Linked DNA regions of Gossypium hirsutum: all the other regions are linked to region 2. Evidence: chromatin contacts called from public Hi-C data. All regions are on one chromosome and are shown on one strand. Each heading gives the region's core, a stretch centred on a gene start, on an enhancer-like site or on the middle of the called end of the contact. The rest is flanking DNA. Distances are from core to core; before and after follow the strand shown.

The links. Hi-C and Micro-C count contacts between places; a contact is called where the count stands out from the background.
Region 1: a contact with region 2 is called in a Hi-C map of callus, with 2.5 times the contacts expected there. The contact joins the promoter of LOC107938865 here to the promoter of LOC107938526 in region 2. A contact is called at or near these places in 2 of 34 Hi-C or Micro-C datasets (callus and leaf).
Region 3: a Hi-C map of leaf shows a contact between it and region 2, with 2.1 times the contacts expected there. The contact joins the promoter of LOC107938856 here to the promoter of LOC107938526 in region 2. A contact is called at or near these places in 2 of 34 Hi-C or Micro-C datasets (both in leaf).

The regions. Positions count from the first base shown.
Region 1 is chrA03:113,249,138-113,253,058 of Gossypium_hirsutum_v2.1, forward strand. It overlaps LOC107938865 (DUF21 domain-containing protein At2g14520), which reads right to left and starts at 2,629. Exons shown (of 11, transcript XM_016872108.2): 1 at 2,046-2,629; 2 at 1,766-1,842; 3 at 1,575-1,658; 4 at 1,241-1,354; 5 at 1,079-1,165; 6 at 737-876; 7 at 551-638; 8 at 193-266; 9 at 1-62. The coding sequence starts at 2,223.
Region 2 is chrA03:113,409,732-113,413,751 of Gossypium_hirsutum_v2.1, forward strand. LOC107938526 (probable magnesium transporter NIPA3) reads right to left here and starts at 1,929. Exons shown (of 10, transcript XM_016871708.2): 1 at 1,669-1,929; 2 at 1,235-1,504; 3 at 468-524; 4 at 85-175; 5 at 1-12. The coding sequence starts at 1,385.
Region 3 is chrA03:113,271,358-113,275,234 of Gossypium_hirsutum_v2.1, forward strand. It overlaps LOC107938856 (agamous-like MADS-box protein AGL62), which reads right to left and starts at 1,557. Exons shown (of 2, transcript XM_016872098.1): 1 at 1,240-1,557; 2 at 766-1,146. The coding sequence starts at 1,557. The coding sequence ends at 766.

The DNA.
Region 1 (3,921 bases), core at 1,379-3,878, 160 kb before region 2:
TATGGCTATGACCTTTTTGAAATTCATTTAATATATCGTACAATGGTAGAGTTTCTTGAACCCTGTAACAAGCAAATATACAAATACAAATATGGAGGATCAACCAATGAGTATGGTGCAGATAGTCATATTCTTTGCAGAACGACATGAATACAAGTTGTCTTCTTTTAGAGTTTATTTAATATAAGATACCTTGGAATCCTTCGTATAGTGACACTCTTCACAGGAACTTCATCTTCAGGGTGGACTGTTAATAAATTCTTGACCTGTAAGATTAAAAGATAAATGATGTTCAATAAAATACCAGAATAAAAACATTTGAAAGTAAAAGCCTAAGGAATAGGGAAACGTCAAAAAAGTAACAAAATGTTAATGTTCAGAAAGGAACTCGTATACAGGTGGTGGGATGCATAAATGATTCATGCAACCATTAGCATGGCTAACTATAAAGCCTGTCATATCACAGAGCATCATCCAGTTGGAAACAATTACATAATAACACTCGACCAACTGTAAATGATGTTAGTTTTAGCTGAAGAAAAATGATTACCAAAACAAGTCCAATAATGTTTGTAGAGTGCTCATAATAAACTGGAACTCTGCTATGTCCTTTCTCTAAAATTAAACTCATCAATTCCCTGTCCATAGCAAGCATGTAATGGTACCTTAGAAAATCTGAGGGAAATTGAGAATGATATTAAATGTCATGTTTCTTGATAATTTACAGAAATCATGCCTGTCAAGCTTGGCGTTAATGTCAATTGCAAATGTTTCGGATATAGGAGTCATGGCATCTTTAGCTGTTTTCTCGGAGAGCTCAAGTGCTCCAGCTATAATTGTTGTCTCATCGTGCGTCAGTTCTCCACCTTTTCCAGCCTAATAAAGGTTCAATAGAAGGATCAAAAATCTCAAAATTATCATGAAAGAAAGCATATCCCCCAAAAGGCATTGCACTTACAATGGCATTGATTTGATAAATGGAAACAACCAAGTAAATAATAACTAGAAGAAAGCAATGTAAACAACTATAGATAAAAATAAAAAGTTTGTATGCAAACCAAGAAGTTGTAAACCAAACCTCATTCCCGTGCAAATTTACTAGGGTTTTCAACTCGGCTCTTCGAAAAAGTGCTACATGTCCATGGCCTAGTAAAAAGTCTAACAGCTGAAGAATAGATAAGATCAGTCAAGAGAGCAATTTGCAGAATTCAAAGTGAGTATCTATAGCAACATTCATTACCTTGCTTATTGGGTATGCAACAGGAAAACAGACCCAAACAAGAACTTGAACAAATGGAGCTACAGTTGCACCAATTGCCAAACCATATCGAGAACAGACGGATTGCGGTATTATCTGCACAACAATTAAATTGCAATTAGGATTTAGGACATGCATAGAACTTCTTGCCTTTTTCTACCATAGTTGCTCAGCCAAAACTTCAGTAAACGATATCGAGTAACACACATCAAAATAGTAGAAACACAAAATGTCATGTTCAGGGTGTAACAAGGATTTCTATTTTCTATCTCTGCCGAGTTCGAAACAGCTAATACGATCTAAGGTAGATCCTCACCTCACCAAACAGAAGAATCAAGGTCACTGAAATCAAGATAGCACCCCAAGCAGTGACCAAACCATCAAGGAAAATGGGAAGTGCCTGAAAAAAATAACAAAACAAGTTCCATACATTAATTAAAAATTTCCAAACAAAACCAGATCACAGGTCAGGCTGAAGCTGTATCTACAACATATATATACATATACCTCCATCGCAGCAGCATTGCATATAAGTAGTGTACAAAGCAACAAATGCTGTTTTTTGACAACCGGCAATATTTTTGCTGTTTCAAAATGGGGGGATAAAATTAGCTTGTGTACCCTTTTATCTGACTATAATTTCACTAACCATCACTTAACTAGATGATCAAATTTCAATTTTGCCATCTAATTTTTCAGTCCAACATTCCAAATTCAAACCTCGCTCAAAAAAAAGGTAAATTATTCCAATCATTCAGTTAAAGAAGAAACAAATGAAAAAGAGTACCAGCATGTTTACGATCCTTGGGAGTTCCGGACTTGGCAAGAACCTCAAGATCGACGAGACTCATCGACATAAGGCCCAAAGTAAGCCCCGACATCAAACCCGCGAACAATACCAACAACACTACTATTAATATGTGAATAAAGAACTCCAATTCACAACAACTATACTCCACCGCCATTCAAAGTTCTCTCTTTATATAAAAAAAACAACCTCACAAATCAAGCAAAAATTAAAATAAAAACTTAGGGTTTCGTTAGAGAAACGAAGAACAAAGATGATAAAGCTCTTTCATTACGAAAGCAACATTAGCTAATAGCAAAAAAACAAAAGAGTAAAGTGAAATCCCGTCGAAACGGATTCGGTGTAGATTATTATGGTTTTTGTGGATGAAATTGAAAGCTGAAGCTAATAAATGGGTTATAATCTAAACAGCTGTGAGTTTTTCGGTTTTCGAGCTCTATGATTAATTATTTATAGTGATGTTGAGGATGATCTTCATCTACGTGTACTGTTTACTTACAGTTTAGTGTTTTTCTTTTTCCCAAATGTAAGCTAATTTATATGGCTGAGCCATAGTTTAACTCGTTATTCGAGTTTGAGCTTAGTGGTGATTTATTTAAATTTAAATAGAATTGCTTAAATTAAATTGAATTAATCAAAAAATCAATTCAATTTTTATTAAGTTTTTAATATTTTTTATAAATTTTTAATAATTATTTAATTAAATTAGATAAACCGACTTGCAAATATTGAATAGAATTAATCGTTAATTTTTTATATTAAAATAACAAGTTGCTAAATACAAAAAAAAAACATTTAAGGCGCTAAATTCCCGGGATAAACTCAAACAAATGTTTACCTTCCTCCAATGAAAAATGGTGTTAATATATATTTTAGGTATTAATTAATTAATTGAATTTTAATTTAACTGGAATAAGTATTATTGTTTATGTAAAATGATATGGATTCGATATTTTTCTATTTATAAATTTAGAAGGAATTATAAATAATTTTTAATATTATATTAAAAAAATAAATATAATCAAAATTATAGTGAAATTATAAGAAATATATTAATTCTGGTGTAATTCCCAATTAAAGATAAGATTTAAATTTAGTATTATTTAATAAAGATAATATATACATCAAAATGAGGGTTGGACCTTATCGGAAATATAAATAAATGTTGGCCAGCTACCATTGATGTCAAATTGTGTCTTGACAATCAAAGGTTATACCTTTTCATTTACGTACTTGAATAGAGTATGTCATGATATTGGCATTGACAAATGTAATGCATGCATACATTTTTGTCTATGCTACTAAATTTAAAAAATTGATTAATATTATGTTGAATCATTGTTTAAAATTTAAAAATTTATAAAATTGTCAAGCTATCGTATGTTACAATATTTGAATGTCACGTATAATGTTTTATAATTGAATTAGTGGTTGAATTGATCAGACCTTTCAACCGGTTTGATTGATGCTAAACAAGCAATAATTAAATAAATATTTAAAATTTTATAAAAATAACAACCCATTTATTTAACTTACTATATTGATCGATTTTTAATTTAACCGATCCGACTAACAAATCTAACCATGTTCTAAAAAAATTGTTCGGATCATCAACTAGTGATATCTTGATTTCAAATCAGAGTTTGAAACAGATTTGATGTCTTGTTTTATCTGATAAACAACCAAATAACATCAATTAGGTAAGCTGTCACCATTTCAGCCCTGTCGAGCTTGCGGACCAACTCACATGATGTTTCAATACGACAACTGCATCAGCATTGCCTTATAATTCTCGCCTCGTCGCTTTTCATAGTATTAATATATATTTTCTAATCCTTACATAATCCTTTTTTAT
Region 2 (4,020 bases), core at 679-3,178:
GCAAGTACCGCACTGCATGAGAAGTGATGATTAACGATGAACTTTTAAATGCCAAACCTAAATTTGAGTGAGATATTTGCATGCCTGATAATGATGCTGAGTGCACCAAGAGGAGTGACCAGTATGGCTGGTGCGAATGCATAAGCAGCAAAATTAGCAATTTCCCCCACGACCACTGTGGCAACAGTTAACAATTAGAATTAAGTACTTCTTCATCTAGATGACTTCCTGACTATTAAGATGTAACATGGAATGTAACTAAGAAAATCAGCTTTCTATAGAAGCACAATATATTATTAAGGTCATCCCATTTTTAAATGGTGTAAGGTAGCTTCTATAATATCATCTTTTAGGGACAATATTTGGAAAAGAAGTAAAGAATGAAAAAAATGATATAGGCTCCAAACAGGAATGAAATATCCATAAGATTTTGAGTTAATGATCAATGAGAAATGGATAAAACTCACTTGTTATCATGCCAATCCACCAAAGTGGCTCAAGCAAGTACGAATACCCTCCAACTCCTGTGTAAAAACCAGAAAAACCAATGTCATTTGGATCAATAAAGCATAAGAACAATGAAAACTCCTTGTAAAGAATGAATAGGTGAAAATCACTAAATGATAGCAAAAGCATCCAAACATTCTTTAGATAATTGAGATAAACACAGAAAACTTAATGCAAAAAACACAGATATACAATGAATAGAAAAAGCTTGGTTCAATAGCAACAAAACGTACAAGCCAACCAAAGATCATCAGAAGTTTGAAACACTCAATGCATATCATTTTCTCCAACTGCATTCTATACAGACATATCGTATCTTTCTTTCACACATTATGCAAAATTTCTGCACAAAGAAACTTAGACAGATTGCTGGATTTCGTAAACAATTTATAATCAACAAGTTAGAAGAGAAGTACAATCAAACACGACATGCAAAACCAAGATCAAAATGATGCATATAAAAATGATTAACTTTATGAAGAACTAACTTACTAATTACAAGTTTAATTCCCACATTGGTGAATTGAATTCACAGGGCGGGCAAATAAATTTCCATCATTTACAGTTCACTCAAATTCGTTTTTTTTCTTCTTCTCTAAATTGACTAAAGAATTATTCACAGAATCCCACAATTATTTAAACCTAATTCCTATCTTCTACTAAAGAAAAAAGAAAATCCCAAATCAAATCATCAAGAAAGAAGTAAACTTTTGATAAATTGCAGTACCTGCCCTGACGCCAGAAGCACCAGCTTTCTTCAAGCCTTTTTTCTTAACAATGAAACTTGCCCCAATAAATAAACTGGAAGAAATGGCTAAAACCAAACCCTTAATATTATCTGAGGACATTCCCTCGCTCCATCTTCGCACAGCTGCCATACTCTTAACCCTACACTTAAATGAAAAATCCTAATAACTATATTCTGTCACCAAAACTCGGCAACGATCACCGATTTGGTCTGAACTCGGACTGAGTCTAAAAAAACGAGTCCATGGATCTGGAAAAAAAATCCCAATTTCACCAAAAAAATAATAAGCTTGGAGCAGTTTTAAATATCAGATCTCGGCCCTCAAAAAAAGAGAGCGAAGGTGGAATATCAGTCGAGAAAAAAAGAGAGAGAGAGAGAGAGAGAGATAGAGGAAGAAGCGTATTAGTATTTACAATGGTGAGTTGGGAAAAGAATCTTGACTCGGTTGACGCGGAGTGAGTTTGGAAAGGAACGACAAGTCTGAGCTGAGGAAAGAAGAAAATCTGAAAGAAAGAGAGAAATGGTTGTCGGCGCTTAAAATATAGAGGAGGAGAGAAAGGGGAGAAGGAGTGAGATAAGACGAGTTATTGCTGAGTTGGATGGGATGAGTAGTGAGGCAATTAGTAATGAAAAACAGCTGTTTTGGCTGTGACTGTGAGAGACAAAAAACTTCTTGGATCGCATCACAGCCTTCTATTGTTCTTTTTTATTTGCAATATTTGGCGCATATCCGATCCCATCGTTTTCCCTTTTTTTTTTCTTTTTTTAAGATAAGATATATATAACTTTTCTACCTATCTAATCATTACTATTTACGACATTAAAATCCCAGACTTTATTTTCTTATAATTAATAAATGATTTTTTCAGCTATTTTTAAATTCAACACTCTTTTCTTTTCTTTCTTTTTTTCCCACGAAAATATTTTTTAAGGTAAAAATATTATAGAAAAAATGAATAAATTAATTATTATAAATTAGATAAAAGAGTAAATTAATTTTTTTATTAAATATTTTATTTATTTATATTGTTAAAAATTAAAGTTATTGACGAAATAACTAAATAATGACACATAGTTTGCTATGGGTACCTTATACTACTGTATAATGATCAATTTTTAATAATAGAAATAAATAAAAATTTTAACAAAAAAATATCAATTTACTCTTTAATTTAACATGTAAATATTAATTTACTGATTTTAAAGTAAAATAGACAAAATATAATTTGATTTTAAATACAATAGCTTTTATAATACTTTTGTCAATTTTAAGAAATAAAAACTCGAAGATGAATCACTCTCTCCCATTGTATCACATCAAAATTCAAAATCAAAATGATAATAGATTTCTTGAGGTGATCTCGACATATTTCATGCATGCTAATTGCAAAACACTGACGTAATTAGGAGGCTGACAGGAATACTGATATTTCTTAAAACAAAAAAAATTATTTAAAATTTTTAAAATTTTAAATTAATAATAATAAAATTACACTCTAACACCTTAAAATGATAAAAATTTAATTTAATATTTTAAAAATATATAAATATAAATTATTAAAATAATAAAATTATATTTATACTATTTTAAAAATTACAATGCTGTATCTCCCGCATTCAAAATAATTTAGTATCACTCGATTCTCTGCCGATATGGCGCGACGCCTTGCCTTGTTGGCTAATATGTCTTTCATCAATTTTTAAAGTTGAAAGTACCAATGCCTGTGCAGTGATAGCGATATAGACTATGGTGTCGGCCTGTCGCTCGATTTGCTTCTCGAGTCGAATGGTTTCTATTTCCATCTTCTACCACATTTCCGCGCCGCTTAAAGTATAAATAATTAATACGAGTCTCGATCAATGCAGTGACGCTGCTCGATCATCACTTCATACGTGGGTTTTCTCAGTCAAAGACATAAAGTGGTAGTATTTGACAATTGACATCCGATCACTTCCACATTCACAAAATAAAGCAATAAAAAATATATATATATAAAAGAAATTGTGTTATATACTCGGATTGCAAATTTTGGATACCATAAAAGAACCAATACTTTCAGCCCTTTTACACCAATGAACTTTTTGGTTCTTGGAGAAATATTAAGCTTTGAAATAGTACTTAATGAATTCAACATAAACTCTTAGCTAATCCATTCTAATTAGCAACTTAAAAAATTCATAGATCGATGAGATGCCACATCTGTTTCTGCTCTGTTTTAACTCTGTTTTTGTTGGCCCCTGAATACGAAAATAGTACAACGTTTGTCATTTTCACATCAGCAAAATAAATAAATAAATAATTTGTTTCTTCCATTTCATGCCACAAAATTTTACACTAAACTATTTCATAGCTTCTGTTTTATTGGCCCCTGAATACCAAGTCAGAGAGATTACAAGAAAAAAATGTACTTAGCATGATGAATTTTAAGATATTCCGACCCATTAAATGCATTATATGTTTGAGTAAAGTATAGTTTTCATAATTTTATCACTATCCACAAATTCCAATTCTAAAACATCACAAACTCTTTTGCAATTATGAATATCCAAAACAGAGTAGCAAGTATGCTATCCATTAATATTTACTAATTTAGTGGATGTACAAAGCATTTTCTTAACCAAAATTACAAGATATCCTACAACATTGGAAACCATACTTATTACAAAGCTTCTTCTTAGTTAAGTTACCAAAAGAAAAACAGGAACTCCCATGGCCATGAATAAGGGTCCTGGGAATCAAGACTGTAAATATTACATAAGCTAAT
Region 3 (3,877 bases), core at 307-2,806, 140 kb before region 2:
TTATATTTTTAGTGAAAATAGTCTCTGAACTTGACAATCAAGTTTACTTTGGTATCTATATATTTTTTTTGTCTGCTTTAGTATTTGACTTTGGATTCCATCAGAATTTGATGACATGACACATATTAATGCCATGTCATTAAACTTTTTTTTTATATTTGTTAAGTTCAAGGATTAAAATTAATATAGTTGTCAAGTTCTAGTATTAAAACGAAAAAAAAAATATAGGTATCAAAGTAAGCAAGGACTAAATGTTATATTAACCCAAAAAAATCATATCTACGAAATTCAACATTTGTAAATGAACTCAGCCAAGTGATTAAATCATTAATATTGCATGTAAGGCAAGTTTATCATTATGGATTTATGCACATCGTATGGAGACAGTTTAGAGTATGTCTCAAAACGATCCCTCCCACTAACCTTTCTTGGCATTATCATTTCATACCATATTTGGATTCAAAATTCATGGTTGAATTTACATTTAGATTATCAAACGACAACAAATAAAGAGAACATATAAGAAAAATTCAAAAAATGCCAGTTACTATAACATGGTGACAATCTTGTCTGTAATTCCAACATAAAAAAAACTGGGTTCCATTTTCCAATGGTGATCCAAGAACATTAACGAGAAAAATGGTTGAAATTGATATTAAAGCATAAAACTAAATTTACATACATAAAAAAACCATACACACTGTGTCGGTGTACTGTAATTCTTTGTTTATTTGATAAAGAAAGTAAATAACTTAATTAATTAATTTAAAAAAACGCATGTCCGAATCCAGGAGGACAAGGATTGTACAGTTCAGGATTAGGGTTGAATCCAGGAGGTATCATGTTGGGAACATTGTTGTATCCTTGAGACATCGTGTTCGGGTCGAACTCGACGTTGTTGGGGAACATCCCGGTACTTGAACTCCCGACGAAAAACGGCTGCGAATTCGTTGTCTGAATAAGAAGCTTCTCCACTTGCTTTGCCACATTCTTTTTCAACTCTTCTAATGCAGATTTCAACTGCTGGAGTTGTTGAGGGTTCTGTTCCTCGATCGGTGATTCCCACCAGTACTGGCTTTGGCTTGCTCTTCTCATTTGGTTAAGCTCTTCGCCCCGCCGTTTCTCGATTTCGATCTGATTCACCAACTGAATGCAAAACAACATCGACTAATATCATTTCATCAACGATAAACAAACAAACAAACAAACAAAAAACTAATATATTAGTCAAATCCGAACCTCGGTGAGCTGCATGTTGAGTTCACGAACATTAGCATTACGGTGAGCCTGGATGAGATGCAACGTACCCGAATTATCAGGAGGGTTACCGTTGACATACCGATCGATGACGTTCCCGATTTCAGGGTGGCCGAAAGAGAAGACTTTGTTGCCCGGAGAGAAGACGATGATGCCGATTTCAACACCGCAAAGGGTGCAAAGCTCACTAGCCTTTTTAAAAAGACCGGAACGACGTTTCGAGAAAGTCACTTGAAGATTGCTATTGTTCTTCATTTTCACCATCTCAACCTTTTGACGGCCTAAGCTTTTCTTCCCCATGGCAATGGCAATGGCAATATGAATAGAGAAAGGGGAAGGTTAGTATTTATATGGGGATGGGATATTAGGATATTCAACACTTTGAGCTGTCTAAATTTACTATGTTTTTTTTTATGTACAAAAAATTCCCTGCTGTGCTTTGCTTGCATTAAATTACATACTGATTTAGGATGCTTTGTAATCTTATTTTGGGTTTACATGTATGGGAATAAATACCCAAATTTTTTTAAATAAAATGTATTTGTAACTCTTCAACTTTGTATTAAACACTTTCCCATTTTATCATAATAAAAATATTATATACAACTCAGATATTTCTGGGAAAGAAAAAAATTGGTCAGTATTTCATGTTTCAATGGGTAGGGAGTTGTTGGTAATTCATAATCATATGAAACAGTCATTTCCCCATGTGTATACATATCTAAAATAAAATAAATTTCTTTTTAAGTTATATCTTAAATAATTAAGGATAAATTTTAGTGAGATATAAAAGAAATTAAAATAAGTAGTGAGATATACATTTGAATGTAAACGTAACAATATTGATGAGTAGGAACGAAGTCAAAAAATCACTTTTAGAGAAATTAAAGATGAATTATAAATTATTGAGAAATACAATTTTATCTTTAATATTAACATGTAATTTCATGAAAATTTAAGTGATTAAATCACGAATCTAATATTTTATCTTTGTCCATGTTGGTGAGGTAAATTGTATTAAAAATACAAGATGACAATTAAGGATGTTGAGTGAAGTCTTGACTGTGCTGAAACATGCAACCCAAACATACTGTTGTGGTGCGATTTAGCTAAAAGGCAAGGGTGACGCCGAGGGACAGGTAGTGGCTTTGGTCATTTTGATTGGTGATGTTGTGTTTTAGAAAATGTTGTTTGAATCAGAATGAACTAGTTTGATGGATCGAGAATTGATTGGGGTATTGAATTGGAGAGTAACTTTAAAGCGGTTAAATTAAGAGTCGATACAAACTGGTTGAACCAACTAAAAAACTTCTAGAATTGGTTGAACCGTGTTTTTATTTTTATTTTTTGAACTTAATAATTTTTAATTGAATTTGTTAGACTGATTGAATCGACGAACTGGTGACCTAAACGATTTCACTTCCAATTTGCTTTAAAAAATATTACTTTTAGACCTTTAAAGTTTATAATGTTATAATTAATAAAATGGTAAAATTTTTGTTTGGACCCTCAAAATTTCACAATTCAATTTCGACTCACTATAAAATTCCTTCTTCAAATAATGCGTTTTCAAACTTATAGGTTAAATTATGCTATTAATCCCTAAACTATGTGTAAGATGTGGATTTAATCTCTATACTTTTATTTTGGCTATTTTTAGTCACTATACTTCTCAAATTTTATTTTATTGTCCCGACCAAACAATAACTGTTAAATTTATTATGTTTAACTATTTTCAAAATCTGATGCGACAAATGTATTATCTTATGTGTAATGCAATTTTAATTTGTTATTTCCACGTTTTGCTTTAAAAAAAGCTAGTTAATGGATTTAACAACTTTTATTTGCATTAAAATTTAAAATTTGAAATTCAAAAAGTATAGGGATTATAAATAATTCAATTAAAGAATATTGATTAAATCTACAACTTTACATGCAATAGAAAACTAATAATATAATTTAAAAAGTAAAAAAATTGTATTTAAATACTAAAGTTTATATCGGGATTGAAATTTAAAACTCAAAAAGTACAAGGAACTAAAATAAGCCGAATTGAAAATTACAATGACTAAACATTGACAAAATTAAAGTATAATGATTAAATCTACAACTTACAAAGATTACAAATACTAGTAGCAAAATTTGACCAAAACTATATTTTATCCATTTAAGATTTGTACAAAATTAGATATGCGGTGAAAACAATATTATAAAGAATTGTAATTCTCTATACTTGTTTGGCTGACAAAGTGTAATTAGACCGTAATTTCCTATACCATATTTTGTGGTACAAATTGTAATTGCACAGTTACATAATTTATATATATATATTTAAAAATATTGGCTACTATAAAAAATTATTAGTATGAAGCAAGTAACAAAATTTAAAATCAATTCATCATATGTATTATGTTAGTCTAAAATATAGTTGATAATATGATTACTAATAAAAATAGCAAGAAAAATAAATCATATTAATTTTATCTAATTGTTCTAGCTAGCGCATATTTGTTGGGTTATTCTCTTTTTAATATTCAACATATCCCCGTTATCATCATTTGTTAGTCATTAATCGAGTTCATCATCATTTGAATTTGTATCTATATCATCGAGATTATCA